Regions from separate parts of the Pan troglodytes genome. Here region 2 is linked to region 1. A link is a contact called in public Hi-C data. All regions are on one chromosome and are shown on one strand. Each heading gives the region's core, a stretch centred on a gene start, on an enhancer-like site or on the middle of the called end of the contact. The rest is flanking DNA. Distances are from core to core; before and after follow the strand shown.

Evidence for each region. A called contact is a pair of places that touch in the nucleus more often than the background predicts.
Region 2: a Hi-C map of stem cell-derived neural progenitor cells shows a contact between it and region 1, with 2.5 times the contacts expected there. The contact joins two enhancer-like sites. A contact is called at or near these places in 1 of 7 Hi-C or Micro-C datasets (stem cell-derived neural progenitor cells) and 1 of 1 other capture datasets (stem cell-derived neural stem cells).

What each region holds. Positions count from the first base shown.
Region 1 is chr7:106,557,313-106,562,036 of NHGRI_mPanTro3-v2.0_pri, forward strand. No RefSeq gene overlaps it. Among named protein-coding and RNA genes, the nearest start is that of MTERF3, 79 kb to the left of the region's middle. Within about 2 kb of position 1,364, at least 7 of the 24 cell types and tissues checked have an H3K27ac peak or open chromatin away from gene starts, as enhancers often do. A contact at or near this core is called in stem cell-derived neural progenitor cells and stem cell-derived neural stem cells, where this site is marked.
Region 2 is chr7:107,669,576-107,674,298 of NHGRI_mPanTro3-v2.0_pri, forward strand. All of the region lies in intron 1 of LOC134810683 (a long non-coding RNA gene), which reads right to left. Among named protein-coding and RNA genes, the nearest start is that of TSPYL5, 150 kb to the left of the region's middle. Within about 2 kb of position 3,381, at least 8 of the 24 cell types and tissues checked have an H3K27ac peak or open chromatin away from gene starts, as enhancers often do. A contact at or near this core is called in stem cell-derived neural progenitor cells and stem cell-derived neural stem cells, where this site is marked.

The sequences.
Region 1 (4,724 bases), core at 114-2,613:
GTAACATCATTCAGAACATAGAATTTACCCAAGGGTTTTGCTTTCACAGCTGATGCAACCAACCACCCAGCCTCTTTAAGTGATCTGGGCTCACGCTTGTACTTGTGCCCCGGAGTTAATTGCTGGTTTTTCTTTGTTACTGGAATGCTCAAGACATCACCCTGGCCAGGGTCTGCAAACTGTGGGCACCGACAGTGCCCTGCGGGGGCAGGAAGATTTGCTCAGAGCTGTGACCTCCTGCCCCTCGGAGCAGTCATCCCGGGGCGTCAGAGCCTGGTGTTCCAGTGTAGGGTGTGGCCCCTTCCTGGATGCTAAGTAAAGGAGACTCTTGTGGTTTTACAAACCACAGGAAATGAAGTTTGTCTGCCTTTAAAAGAAAATTGGTTTTCTAACATTTGAGACTAAAAAAACCAAAATACTTCATTTTCGTGTCTGAAGTATACACACAATAGCTTTCATTACAGAGTCAAATTGCAGGCAAGGTTTATGTAACAATCCATACTGGAAATCCGGGCTGTAAGCCTGACTGTTCCCACCCGCCTGACAAAGGGCTGTTTGGGCTCATTCTCATCTCTCCAACTGCATACGTCATGGACTGATTAGGTATTTTATGAGTGCAGCGTGGGAAAGGCTTAAGAAAGATCTTCAGCTTTCAAAATGTTAGGGATCCTCCACCTCTCTTAGAGTGGATGAAATCCAGACCAGGAGCAGGGGAATAAGAGTTCACTAGGGCCACTGCTAACATGACTTCCAGACAGTGGCATTCAGAGGATTGGAGCCTTCAAAACACCCCCGTGTGGGGCTCTCCGCACCCCTTCCCTCCTGTCCCTGAATCCTCCCAGCAGCCACAGTAACACAAGCTTGCACATAGAGCACACGGCCAGGAAGTGCCGGGGGGCCGCCGGAGCAACACAGCCTGAGACTCTGTGCCAGGCTCCTCCCCTGGATTCTTGTGCACATGTCTTACTCCTATCAGCAGACCACAGCCCCATAGATCCTCACTGGCCTCAGAGCTGGCAAATGGATGGCAAGGAGCTGGTTCCCTGGTGACCGCCACACCTTTGCTCCTCCTCCTCCTCCTTGGAAGGAGACTCTGATCTCAGGTGCTTGCTTGATTAGAGATGGCCACACCTCCAAGCCACTCTTCAGGTGGCTCCAGGGGTGGTTGGCTGGTTGCGTGCTCTGTGGACAGAATAACTGGTGTTGGCCTTCATTGTCTTTTGTGTCCTGTGAGTAGGCAGACTCCGGCCTCGACATCCCTGTGTTTCTGTGGCCTGAAATCAATCGAGATGCCAGCTCTTGAACAGGGTCCCTATACTCCACGTGGATTCTTTTCCCAATGTTTTGACGCATTCTGCAAACTGTTGGAAGGCAATTTCTCTCCCCTGTAGCAGCTCCCTCTGCCCTCAGGAATGTGATTTACAATCTGATGAGGCCATAAACCTCTACTTTTCACGTCTGAAAAACAGCAAAGTATGGGAAAGAATGTAAATTATAAATACTGAATTCCTATGGTCAGCAATAATGGAATGTCCTGGGTGGGTTATTTTTTTAATATGGTATGCATATGGCTTTAATTTCGAAGGGGTTGGGTCCTCCCCCACCACTGTATTTCTTGGGAGAACAGATAACAGCAAAATGTCCTGCTGTGATACGGTGTTTTTCCAAAATGAAAAAATAGCATTTTTCTGATGACTCACTGGCCAAATACTTTGAAAGGCCACTGTTCATGGAGGGGGATGGGATGGTAGGTGACAGTGACATTTCCATACTCACCACCCTGGTGATCTGGTGTCTGTCCACCCCAAAATAACCCCCAATGTTCTCACTTAGCAACCTCCCGCCACCCCACTTTAACTTTCTAGGAGGAGGTTTTCCTATGAGATTTTTGAAATTCTCTTCCCATCTCTCTTATCAGTTGAGGTTCTGCTCCCTAACTGGGAACAGACTTCTGATTGCCACCATGAGCAGGAAAGACAGCCACAAAGCCGAGAGGCTGTGCAGGTTTGAGTTTTCATTCCAGCGGTGGGTCAGCGCCTGGCTTAGATTTCACACGCTGGGCAGCAGCAGCCCTGCGCTTTGCTGAGGTGGGAAAGAGCCACCAATCACGGGGTGAATTCCTGCTGCTGTTCTCAGACCACAGAAGCCGATGTGTGGTATTGCTGTGCTGGTGTTCAGCATTTTTCCCCTTAAACCCTTGCTCATCCCAGTTCAAAATGATGGGTGAAAGCTGAAAAAACACCCAGGGCCCAAAGTTCCCAAACTCCTGTTTCAACAGCCCACGCCTGCCGGAGCATCTATGACAAAGTGAACGGAGCTGTATTTTTCTTGGTGTGGTCAGTTAAGTATGCTGACGGTGGAGGAGTGTGCATGAGAATAGGATGCCTGAAATCGCAAACATATCCACCCACAGAAACACATAATCTCACAAACACCTATTCACTCAACACTCACCCTTTGTGTCTTCCTGCCGCTTTCTCTGGACCACATTTGAGTCACAAAATCCCAGGCTCAGCTTGAGTGCAATCACAAATGTATCCACCTACAGAAACGCATAATCTCACAGATACCTATTCACTCACATACTCACCCTTTTTGTCTTCCCGTCGCTTTCTCTGGACTGCATTTGAGTCACAAAATGCCAGGCTCAGCTTGAGTGCAAGGCTAGCCAGACCACACATAGGGCATGAAGGAGAGGCCGTTATGGTTCTCGGTAACATCCACGTATGTTTGTATGCTTTGGCCACCCAGATCACCTCAGCTGCAGGTCCATTCATCAATATTATGTATCTGCCAAATAGTTTTTGTTTATGTACATCTAAGAAATTTCAACAGAAAGGAGATAAGCCCAACACCATTATCCATTTAAAAAAAAAAAAGTACACATCTTGTTCTCACTTATAAGTACCCTTGTCCAGGCGCGGTGGCTCATGCCTGTAATCCCTGCACTTTGGGAAGCCGAGGCAGGTGGATCACTTGAGGTCAGGAGTTCAAGACCATCCTAGCCAACATGGTGAAACCCCATCTCTACTAAAAATACAAAACATTAGCCGGGCATGGTGGCAGGTGCCTGTAACCCCAGCTACTCGGGAGGCTGAGGCAGGAGAATTGCTTGAACCTGGGAGGCGGAGGTTGCAGTGAGCCAAGATCGCACCACTGCACTCCAGCCTGGGTGACAGAGTGACTCCGTCTCAAATAAATAAATAAATACCCACTAAGCAATGGGTATACATGGACATACAGAGTGAAATAATAGATGCTGGAGATGACAGAAGGTTGTCGGAGAGGGTTGAAAAATTGCCTGTTGGGCACAGTGTCACTTCGGGTGATGGGTGCACTAAAAGCCCAGGCTTCACCACTCCTTCATACATGCATGTATGAAGTCTGTACTTGTACCTCCTAAATACACAAATTTTAAAAAAATTAATAATAAAAAGTTGGCTTAAAAGCAACAGTGGCAGCCAGGCATGGTGGCTCATGCCTGTAATCCCAGCACTTTGGGAGGTCAAGACAGGTGGATCACCTGAGGTCGGGAGTTCGAGACCAGCCTGACCAATGTGATAAAACCCCGTGTCCACTAAAAGTACAAAAAAAAAAAAAAAATAGCTGGGTGTGGTGGCGTGTGCCCGTAATCCCAGCTACTCGAGTGACTGAGACAGGAGAATTGCTTGAACCCAGGAGCAGAGATCACGCCACCGCACTTTAACCTGGGTGACACAGCGAGACTCCATCTCAAAAATAATAAATAAATAAATAAATAAATAAAAGCAACAGTGGCTTCCCTTTGGTCCAGATGGTGCCCTCTTGTGTAAATAGTGTTGTTAAATGAATGCCCATCAGCTGGAGGACACTCGATGACACACTGGAATGTGGAAAGAGCAGGGCAGATGAAAGAATCACCAAACACCTTCTGAATGAGCACTCACATCAGTCAACAGGAAGCCTCCACTGTATTGTGATCAGTTTTCACTTTCAAGTGATTGACTATTATGTTAATAGATTATGAAATGGAAGTGATAAAAAAAATGGAGGCATCAGCCTTGTATTTGAAGTAAGTTTTGTAAGTAAATCTTATAAAGGGAAATGACAGAATCAGAGTTCTGGAGTAATGGATGCTCCAAAATGTGATTGTTGGTCTGTAAATTATCTTGTATTGTCACGGGTTTTTCAGGCGACATTGCTGCGAGCAGCAGAATTGCCTTTTAGGTTTGGAACAATGGTGTAAACACAACTTCTGGCGCTCTGTTTCAGAGCTGGCCAGCTTCATGAAATCTCACCCAAAATGGGTATGACAGAGTTGGCCCAAGGACAGAAACAAGGGTCTACATCTTGTGTGAGATCCGCTGCGTCAACCTTTCTCATTTGTACTGTTTTAGCCCTTGATTTTTAAATATTGCAAACGGTTGTATCATGTTTAAAAAAATTCTTTATTGTCCAGCTGCTCCGACTGGGAGAGGGAAAAGGAATATTGAGATTTTCCAAATAAATTGTTTAATATTTAACATGTTGACATCGCCTTTGTGCTGTTGAGTTGCTAATGTGACTGGCACGTGATGTTTTTACTCTCCTTGGCAAAATAATTTCTATCAAAGCTAATGCTTCCTTAGGCTGTGTGCCATGCACCTTACTTTGTGCTTTTCATGGATTTTCTGATTTATTCCTCACAAGATCTTCACTGATGTTGCCCCATTTTACAGATGGAGAAACGAGAGGTTTGAAGAAGT
Region 2 (4,723 bases), core at 2,131-4,630, 1.1 Mb after region 1:
CTCCACCCCCTGGGTTCAAGCGATTCTCCTGCCTCAGCCTCCCAAGTAGCTGGGATTACAGGCACCCACCACCATACTAGGCTAATTTTTTTGTATTTTTAGTATAGACAGGGTTTTGCCGTGTTGGCCAGGCTGGTCTCCAACTCCTGACCTCCGATGATCCACCCACCTCGGCCCCCCAAAGTGCTGGGATTACAGGCGTGAGCCACCACACCCGGCCTGGTCCTTATAAAAAGGAAACATTTGAACAGAGACAGACACACACACAGGGAGAGCACCACGTGGAGATAAAGACGGAAATTGAGGTGATATTTCCACAAGCCAAGGATGCCAAAGGTTGCAGCAAACTACCAGAAGCCAGGAAAGGGGAGCAGGACAGATTCCGTCTAATGGTCCTCCAGAGGAAACAGCCCTGCCAACACCTTGATCTCAGCCTTCTAGCCTCCAGAAACAGTGAGACCAAAATTTCTGTTTTTTAAGCCACATAGTTATCACAGCCCTAGCAAACTCAATACTCTATGCCAAGTCCTCTGCTAGGCATTATGGGAGATAGATGCAAAATAAGAGCTCTAATGGGTTGTAATGTACTGTCATGTTACACCAGCAGGATGAACAAAGTGTTGGAATAGCTTACAAAAGTGATTAATTTTGACTACGGAGGGAAAAAAGCAAAGGAGTTTTTATAAGGGAGGTGACATTTGAGGTAGCTCTGAAAGGATGAGTCTATGATTTCATGAGGTGGGGAAATGGAGAAGGAATCCTTGAGATCAGGGAAACAGCATAAGCGGAGGAAGATTGACGGTATGTTCGGGGAAGTCCGGCGTGGTTAGAGATGGGGTGCAGGGACAAGGAGGGAGTGGTTGCAGAAGAGACTGTGGCCAGTCTGCAAAGAGTGATGGCAATCTGGTGGAGAAGTCTACTTTTATTTTGTCAACAATGGGGTGTCATCAACAGTTGGGGAAGCTGTGTTATAATTGTACAGATTCAAATCTTTTATCTAAGTGCCCTTTGCCTTCAAACTGACACTGGCCTCATGGTGAGTTCAAACATCCTATCCATACAAGGAACTCGTGTAGCTGGAGGTACCACTAGGTGGGTCTGGATCCCCTGATGATTGCCCAATAGTGGAGATGCACACCTAGCTCAGTGCCAGGTGCATAATACATGCTTGTTAGACAACAGCTAATAATCATTCATCCATTCCATAAATAGTTTTTAATGAGATAGGGTCTCACTATGCTGACCAGGCTGGTCTTGAACTCCTGGCCTCAAGCGGTCCTCCCGTCTTGGCCCCACAATGTGCTGGGATTACAGGTGTGAGCCACCACGTCCGCGTCCGGCCATTCCATAAAACTTTAATAAGCATCTATTATATCCAGGCTCACTGTTCCAGACACCATGTAATGAAAATGACAAAATCTTTGCCTTTCATTCTAGCAAAAGGAGGCATAGAATAAACACAGAAACAAATAAAAATGATTTCAGATAGAGTGATGAGGAAAACAGAACACATTAAGTGGGATGGTGAATAACAGGGCATGGGGAAGGATGCTGATAAAGGAAGGTTGTTCTAAGGAGATGACATTTTTGCTGATTCCAGAAGGATGTGAAGGAGCTAGGTAAGCAAAGTTCTGGGGAAGAGACTTCCAAATATAGGGAGCATCATACCTGAGGTGGCAATGAGTTTGGAAGTTCAAGAAACAGAGAAAAGGACATTGTGGCTGGAGGATCATGGTGTGGGGAAAATAGTAGAAAAATCATCAGAGAGGTAAGTAAGGAAAGGCCCGTGCATTTGGGGCCTTGCAAGTTCTCATAAGAAATTTGGATTTTATTCTGACTGCAATTTAAGCCATTGAGAGTAAGTCTAGTCACCAGGAGAGATGTTTGACATGATTTACCCTTAAAATGACAAAAGTAGAAGCAGGAAAATGAGTTAGGAGGTTCCACAATAGTCCAGATGATGAATGGAGGGAACTTGACTAGGTAGAAGCCATGGAGATGGTGAGGAGTGATAGAATTGGGGGTATATTTTCAAGGGAGGATTACAGGGCTTGATGATGGATAGCTCATGGTCATAGAATGTTGCGTTAGTCCGTTCTATGTTGCTATAAAGGAATTCCTGGGATTGGGTAATTTATAAAGAAAATAAGTTTATTGGCCGGGTGCGGTGGCTCATGCCTGTAATCCTAGCACTTTGGGAGGCCAAGGTGGGGGGGGATCACCTGAGGTCGGGAGTTCGAGACCAGCCTGGCCAACATGGTGAAACCCCAGCTTTACTAAAAATATTTAAAAAAATAGCTGGGTGTGGTGTCAGGTGCCTGTAATCCCAGCTACTCGGGAGGCTGAGGCAGGAGAATCACTTGAACCCAGGAGGCAGAGGTTGCAGCGAGCTGAGATCGTGCCATTGCACTCCAGCCTGGGCAACGAGAGCAAAACTCCATCTCAAAAAAAGAAAAGAAAAGAAAAGAAGTTTATTTGACTCACCGTTCTGCAGACTGTACAAGAAGTGTGGTGCCGGCATCTGCTTCTGGTGAGGGCCCCAGAAGTCTTGTAATCATAGCAAAAGGCAAAGAGGGAGCAGGTGTATCACATAGCAAGAGTGGGAGCGAGAGAGAAAGGGAGGAGGTGGCAGGCTCTTTCAGACCAGATCTTGAGTGAACTCAGAGTGAGAACTCACTCTTACCACAAGGACAGCACCAAGACATTCATGAGGGCTCTTCCTCATCACCCAAACACCTCCCAGGAGGCCCACCTTCAACAATGGAGGTCACATTTCAACATGAGATTTGGAGGGAACAAGGCATCCAAACCATATCAGCCGTTCAGAGGATTGAGGCTGCATATGTGGCAAATGGTGTCACGCACTAGAGGGGAAGGTTGGAAAAGGGCATGTTTGGTGGGAGAGGGGTAAGATCAAGAGTTCTATTTTGAATGTTTAAATGTCAAGGTACCTATTAGCCTTCTAATGGAGACTGCTATTATGTGCAGCCAGGATTAAGAATTATCTTATTGTGTCTATTAAAGTATAATCAGTCTGAACTGAGTGGGGCATGGAAAGCTAAATCATTCCTGAATCTCGAGCAGTCATTATCCCAAGGCCTATGAGATGTTCCCAGTATAATAAACAAAACCCTCTGGGATGCTGGCCCTGTCTGCACATTCCTGCCCTCTCACTCACAGCTTTCCTCTCATCCCTCCTTCAAAGCATCTGAGCTGGATGGCTACCCAGAAAGCCTCCCACTGCTGCAGAATTGGAAATGTGGGTCCTCCACCTAACAGCTGGGTTGGATCCTGGGTCAGCAGCAGATTAAGGCTACACTGCAGGGGCCTGACCCAGGAGTGTATTTAGGAGCTTCTCAAGTCAGGCAGCAGGAAGTGAGTCATCACTCACCATCAGAGATGTAGGACTCCCTGCAGCTGGACACTGCCACAGCCTGTCAAGCCTCCTAAAGGCAGCTGAGTGCGCTGGAAAGCAGAATGGAAAATTACACTCACGGCCACCCCTTTTAAAGAAAGTTTATGAAACTGACCAGTATATGTTGTGGAAAAGTCTGGGCTCACAGAAGAGGAAAAACATAAACCTGGAAGCTGAAAGCAAGGAAAATTGATTAAAGAAGAACATAAAAACTGCCACACCCTTAGCTATTCCACTAAGACTACCCTGGTTTACTAATTCAGCTCTCCTCTTTTTTTTTTTTTTTTTTTGAGATGGAGTCTTGTTCTGTTGCCCAGGCTGGAGTGCAGTGGCACAATCTTGGCTCACTGCAACCTCCGCCTCCCGGATACAAGCAATTTTCCTGCCTCAGCCTCCCGAGTAGCTGGGACTACAGGCGCGTGCCACCATGCCCGGCTAATTTTTTGTATTTTTAGTCGAGACCGGGTTTTGCGGTGTTAGCCAGGATGGTCTCCATCTCTGGACCTCATGATCCGCTCGCCTCGGCCTCCCAAACTGCTGGGATTACAGGCGTGAGCCACCGAGTCTGGCCAGCTCCCCTCTTTCTAAGACCCTCTTCTCTCCTGCTTTTCCCTTCCTTCCTGCTCTCTTGTATCAATTTGATTTCTCAGGGAGAGCCTTGGTTTATGGACTCAATTAGTTTTCAAGTGTTTGCTGATGAGCCAATCGCATCCTCCCTTCTTATGTCAGATTCTCTGCATCTCAGTGGCAGGAGAGATGAGCACAGCTGCTCAGATGCCCCTCCAGGAGCAGCCTCTGTGCACCCTGTTGGCTTTGGAGGGGCTAATAAACAGCATCCCTATTCCCCACTGGAGTTCTGAAACAGTTCAGAGGTAGACATGGGAACCTGGAGGTTGAAGGTGGAGAGAGCACCCTCAATACAGATGAAAAGCTCTATCGGAGGCCATGGCTTAGTTGTTACTCACCAGTGACAGCTGCAGTTGGAAAATGACAGGCTCCTCCTTGGAGACCAACCCTGTCAGGCTTTCCTCATAACAGAGGACAAAAGAAAACTCGTCTTTACTAAAGGCAGGTAAAGCTAAGCTCCTTCTCCCAGACTCATCAATCAGGTCAAACACTCCTCGTCTGGAGAAGAGTGACACACGACATGGGAGCAGAGGGAGAGCAGAGTGTTCCTCTAGAAAGGATCCTCCACACAGAAGGAACCACGGAGAGTGGAACCAGATCATAAATATTTTAGGCTTTGCAAGCCAAAATCCCAAAATCAAGGCCATGACTTATGTAGTACTCATAAGAAAGGACATAAAC